Linked DNA regions of Athene noctua: region 2 is linked to region 1. Evidence: chromatin contacts called from public Hi-C data. All regions are on one chromosome and are shown on one strand. The core of a region is the stretch at or near the end of the contact, and the rest is flanking DNA. Distances in the headings are between cores, read along the strand shown.

Region 1 (2,700 bases), core at 25-2,524:
TCCCGGCGGCGGGCCGGGGGCGGAACCCGCCGGGACACACAACAGAGGCTCCAGAGCTCATCCCCGGCGCCCTCGCCCGCCTTCCGTAACTACACCTCTGCGCATCTGCTCATCTTTCACAAGACGCAGCAGCACCTCCCCGCCCCGAACTCGGCCCGCTGCCCACCTGCACCCCCCGAAGGCTGCGGGCGCCTGCTCCTCTCCCTCGCCAGAGACAGGCCGAGGCTCAAGCCTGGGAAGGCAGCTCCTCGCTCTGCCCGAGCGAGCCCCCACAAATTCCTGGCCCTCCAACACCAGCCGGGGCCCTTCCCTTCCTTTAGAAAAGAAGCCGAGCAAGTCTCTTCCCCAAAAGGCAAATAATTTGAGAACAGCCGGCAGCAAAACATGCCTCCGCGTTCAGTTCGCTAACTGCGCTCCAGCTCGCCGTTTCACGTCCGCAAGGTGCCAGCCAGCTCTAGAACCCCTCCCTGCTGCTGGCAGCACAAGCCTGACCGCCAGCCCTGCAGCAATCCGGGCTGGAAGGGGAAAGGAGGGGAGGACACCCACGCCCTCCACCACGTTCCGGGTCCCAGATTTTCCCTTCCGTATGCAAAGCGCGCACCAAGCGGAGATTTCCCCGACCCCACGCAAAACACCGCGGGTGACAGACTCTTCCCGGGGCACGGGGAAGTCGAGCGGCTGAGCTCGCCTCCCTCCTCCGCCCACCTCCCGCTCCCCCCCTCCGCGCTTGCCGGGTGACAACAAAGAGCCTCTGTGAGCGCCCCCGAGCCGACCCCTCCGCCTCTGCAATCCCCCGCTAAGGCACTTAACGCTGAACTTTGCGCCGCTTCACCTCCAGGCGCCTTCGCAGCCCAGGCTGCCGACAGCGCCGGCCCCCGCGGGGCGCAGCCCCCAGCCCGGGGGCGGCGGGCAGGGCTGCGGGGACCGCAGGGAGCGGCGGGCGAAGGCGCCCACACTAAAAATAGACTGCGCTCGCCACCGTGGCAGCGGAGAGAAGCTCGACCGAAGGGCTCCGGTCCGCCGCGGCAGGCGCGGAGCGGAGCCGAGCGACCAGCCCGCCCCGCTGCCGGCCCAGGCCCCGCCACGCGGTACCTGCACCATGAGGGCCAGGCGCAGCGAGTCCTTGGCGATGCTCTCGCCGCACTTCTTGCAGGAGGCGCGGCCGCTCTTGGCGTACTCCGCCCGGTACAGCTTCTCCGCCGGCTCCGCCATCGCCGCTGCCGCTCCCGCCGCCACGGAGCCGCCCCGCGCCGCGCACCCGCCGTCCCGCGCTCCACCCCCACCGCGCCCGCCGGCGGGAGCGCTAGCCGAGCGCCGAGCGCCCACCGCCGCCTCAGCGGCCCGGCCCGATCTGCCGCTCGGGCAGCGATTTGGCATGCCTGGCGGCGCCTGGAACGTTCCGGTTTGCCACAGTGTATCAATGGGGGGTGGGAGGCGGCGGCGGTCACGTGGCGGCGGGGCCGCTCGGCCCCCGCGGCCCCTCCGCCTCCCGCCGCCGGGAGCGGCCTGGCTGGGCCGAGGCGCCCGCGCGGGGCGGGGCGGCCGGTTCCCTGGGTGTCCCCTTCCCCAAGGCAGCCCCCGCGAGAAGCCAGCCCGGTTAAAAGCACCGGGGCGCACCACGGTGACCGGCTTCTCCCGGCGCCGCCCCGCCACTCCGGGCGCCCCGGGCCCGGCAGTTTATCCGGCACAGCTGCAGGGAGCCGCCAGCTCCCAAGGCTGAGGAGGGGGCCTGTAGCGAACACCGGGCAAAGCCGCCGCCCGCCCGGCCCGGCCCCCCAGCGCGGAGGCGGCGTGTCCGGCCGCCCTCCCTGGCGTGCGGAGTGCGGCGGGGGCTGCGCGGGGGGCGCAAGTCGCCCCTTTGAGGACGGGCGGCGCCCAGCGTTCTGCCCGGCACCCCCAGTCTCTGGGCAGCCTGCAGGGAGGAGCCCCGCAGGGGGAGGGAAGCGGGGGGCTTGTGTCTGGACAGGGACAGGCTGGTGCCGCTGCCTGAAGTGACCGCCCCGCCCGGGTAGAGCTCCCTGCGGCAAGCGGGCTGCCCGGGCCTCGGGAGAGCCTGGGCTTAGCAGCCGTCCCTTGGCCAGGGCCTGGCCGGGAGGTTTCACTCCCCGTGGGGGAGTCCCTGGGGGTAACGGTATGGGTGCTGAAGAAAGCAAAAAGAGTTACTCGATAAGTTAAATTTTGGCTTTTTCTCGCTTACAGGAGGTCATGTCCTCTAGTATCAGCAGAGGGCATTGGCTCTGTACCTTCACTGGAGAAAGGAAGATCACTGAAGTCATTCCAACCTTTTGCTGAGTCCTTGTCATTAGTTTTACAGTGAGTCTGGAATTAGGGTTCAACTAAAGTGGGATGTTCCGTCCCGGGTGGGCCTCAGAGACCTCGCGGGTATCAGTCAAAGTTGCGCACGGCAAACCTGTAAGGCCTGAGGTGTTAACGCGCCTTTCATCTTGCGCTCCCGCTCTCCCTGGCTGTCACACGTTTGCTATGAGCGTACACAGCGTTCACTCTCCAACAGTCCAGCAGCGGTGAAAGGGTGTACCCTGAATACGGCACTACAGGTCTGGAGAAGCAGGGGAAAAAAATTATAAATTCTCTACAGCACTAGATGGTGCTGCATACACACAGTCAGATGCAGATGCTCAATACAGCAGCGTCTTCGCTTTTCTAATTACGTCTTACAGGAGTTCTTGAACCAGACGCTAG
Region 2 (2,700 bases), core at 174-2,673, 220 kb after region 1:
TTCCTAGACTGGCTTTACCTTGGCAAAGGACACCTGGACATGCTTTTATAGGCAGCTCTCTGAGGCTCTGAAGAATTTTACATGTAACTTATTTCTGTGTGCAAAGTAGTTCAAAATAAAGACTACAGGTGTAAGGAAGGCATATCACTTGTCACTGGCATTGTGCAGGAAATTTGAGGAAAAGAATCTGATTGCCAGCTTAGGTCTGGAATCTGCAAAAAAATCCATTTTGTCCAATGACATATAGCAGGACACTTATACCTCACATCTCCTTCATTGCTCTCTAACCCTCCATTTGCATGGCACAAAGCAAAGAGGAACATGAAGCTCTTCTGTCAAAACTCCTCATTTCTGCCTGACGTTCCACCTAAGTGACAACAGCAGCAGAAGGAATTTACCATGACTCCTGTTCGTGTCTCTGCCCCCACAGATGTTACGCAAGTTACAGAGCTGCCAGAATTTTAATTTCACTTAACTGTTGCTTGATAAAGCAGTGGGAACAACAGAGGCACAGGAGTAGTTTGTGTGCTGGTTGAAAAACCGTTTCATCTGCCTAGAGGATGATCTTGCTATCATGCTAGAAATTAAAAAAAAACCAAAACCAAAAAGGCTTACACTCTGAAAATACAAACTTCTCACAGCCATAGCAAATAATGTGAAAATGTTTGTAATTTTCCTTTATTCGCCCCTCTGATCTATACTGAGACGAGGTTAGACACAACTCCAAAAGAACAATTCTTTAGCCATTTCCTCTGGTTTCTACTTATTGCTCCAGGCTCCCCCCTTACCTTTTTATTTCAGTCAGGATCTGCACACTCACATAGCTTTCCCCTTTACTGAAGGCGGTTGAAAATGCCTTAAAAGCGCGAGTGGCTCAGTTAGTTACAGGGTTTGTAAAAGCGCGAGTTACGGGTGTAAGGGCAGGCATTTTCAAGCAATTAGTTTAGCACTGCCTTCCGCCGGCATTATAGGTTTCAGGCACCCAGCTGTAAGGACGCGGTGGCGAGGCTCTACCGGGGAGCTCCGCCCCGTTATCTGCACACTTCGCGCGTCCACAGAGCCGCTTCTCGCAGCGCCTGCCCACGGAACAGCAGCACACAGGAGGGGCCCCGGCCCAGCTGAGCCGCTGAGGACGAAGCCCGGACGCCGCCGCCCAGACCCGGCCCCAGCCCCGGCCCCGGCCCACTATGGCGCTGTGGCCACAGCCTCATGGGTCGCCCCACCGCCAGAGGAAGGGGCGGGGAGAGCCGCCTTCCTATTGGCCGTCCCTCTTCCCACCTTTCTCTCCCATTGGAGAAGAATGGCTAGTAGGCGGGGGAACCCGCCGAGCGACAGCCATCTCGGCGAATCGGCGGGCGTGCTCGCCCCCCTCGCCGGCGTTGTGGCCAGAGTGCGCCGGAGCCAATGGGAGCGGAGTGGAGCTCGCGCGGGGCTGGGAGCAGGTAAACAGCGGCGGCGGCTCAGGCTGCGCCTCAGGGGCCGGGCGTGGACTCTCTCCCCGCCGGGTTGCCGGGGCTCTGCGGGCGCGGCGAGACGGGTACGGCCTTGGGCGGCCTTAGCGCAGGCGTTCGGGGTCGCCGTGCTGGTGGAGCCGTGCGAGGCCCCTCCGCTGCACGCCGGGGCCCGGCCCGGAGGCGGGGGGGAGGAGGTCCGGCAGCCTCGGTGGCTCGTTCTGGTGAAAGTTGTGTATGAGTGTGTACGTACACAGACGTGTGTCTGTATGTGTGTGCATGTTATATATATGTGTATGTATAAATATGTATTTTTATAGGTGTGTTTGTATATATACATGTAAAATTTAAATATATATATGTATTTCTGCTGGCCGTTGGCATTCATGCCCACAGCCCAGGATTCCATTGGGAAATGCTGCTGGAAATCCCACGGAAACCAGACTTCTAACCATGAGAAAGGATAACGGGCGAAAAGCGCCTTCATGGGTGTAAGGTCTCCTTCTGGCCTCCTGCAAAATCTCTGTCTGGCAGGATTGTTGATTTTTTTTGTAATTTTTTTTTTTTTTTTTTAAAATGCTTCTTGTCTCTCTCTCTGCCAGCCGCTGTGTGGGTGGCCGGGCTGGCCCTGTGCTGGGGCGGACAGGGGAGCCAGCCCAGCCCGCAGCCCCGGTGTGTACCCCTGTGCCCGGCCTGCAGCAGGGGCACCCGGGGCTCTGCGCCCCCGTGGCTGGCGGCCCCTGCTGCCCTGGGGACTTGGGGAGGACGGGGAACCCCGCCCTGACACGGGTGTCCTTGGGTGTCCCTGGTGTGTCACCTCCAGCACTGGTTGGCTCAGGTGCCCCTGGCAGTATTGGGACCAGCATGAGTAGCTGCTCCTGTGTGTGAAGTCTGACCTGTGAGGTTTTACTGGTGGATGTAAGTCTGCAGGGCTGTGGCGCCTTTTTGCTGTGATGAGAAGTTGACTGCTAGTGTATTTGGGCTTAATGCTGGCAAATCCTTCTGACGCTTTTGGGGAGGGTCTGATTTTGGCTCTGCTAGCAAAATAACTGTTTGGGGCAGCATGTTATGCTTTTCTTGTGGGGCAAAAGAAGGCAGGGCTAATTCTGCTATGCTGGTGTGCCTTAAAATGGAGAAAGAGCGCTACAAATCTCTACAACTTCCCATATTATCTCATGTTTTGTTACTTTTGCGTTCTGGGGCTGAAAGTGAACAGCATTTGAGATGCTGTGTTGCAGGTCCCCTGTCA

The links. Hi-C and Micro-C count contacts between places; a contact is called where the count stands out from the background.
Region 2: a Hi-C map of heart shows a contact between it and region 1, with 5 times the contacts expected there. The contact joins the promoter of PSEN2 here to the promoter of PARP1 in region 1. A contact is called at or near these places in 2 of 2 Hi-C or Micro-C datasets (heart and liver).

The regions. Positions count from the first base shown.
Region 1 is chr1:109,575,870-109,578,569 of bAthNoc1.hap1.1, forward strand. PARP1 (poly(ADP-ribose) polymerase 1) reads right to left here and starts at 1,275. Exons shown (of 23, transcript XM_074897319.1): 1 at 1,093-1,275. The coding sequence starts at 1,212.
Region 2 is chr1:109,790,947-109,793,646 of bAthNoc1.hap1.1, forward strand. It overlaps PSEN2 (presenilin 2), which reads left to right and starts at 1,424. Exons shown (of 11, transcript XM_074897324.1): 1 at 1,424-1,442. The region is part of intron 3 of LOC141956531 (a long non-coding RNA gene); the gene reads right to left.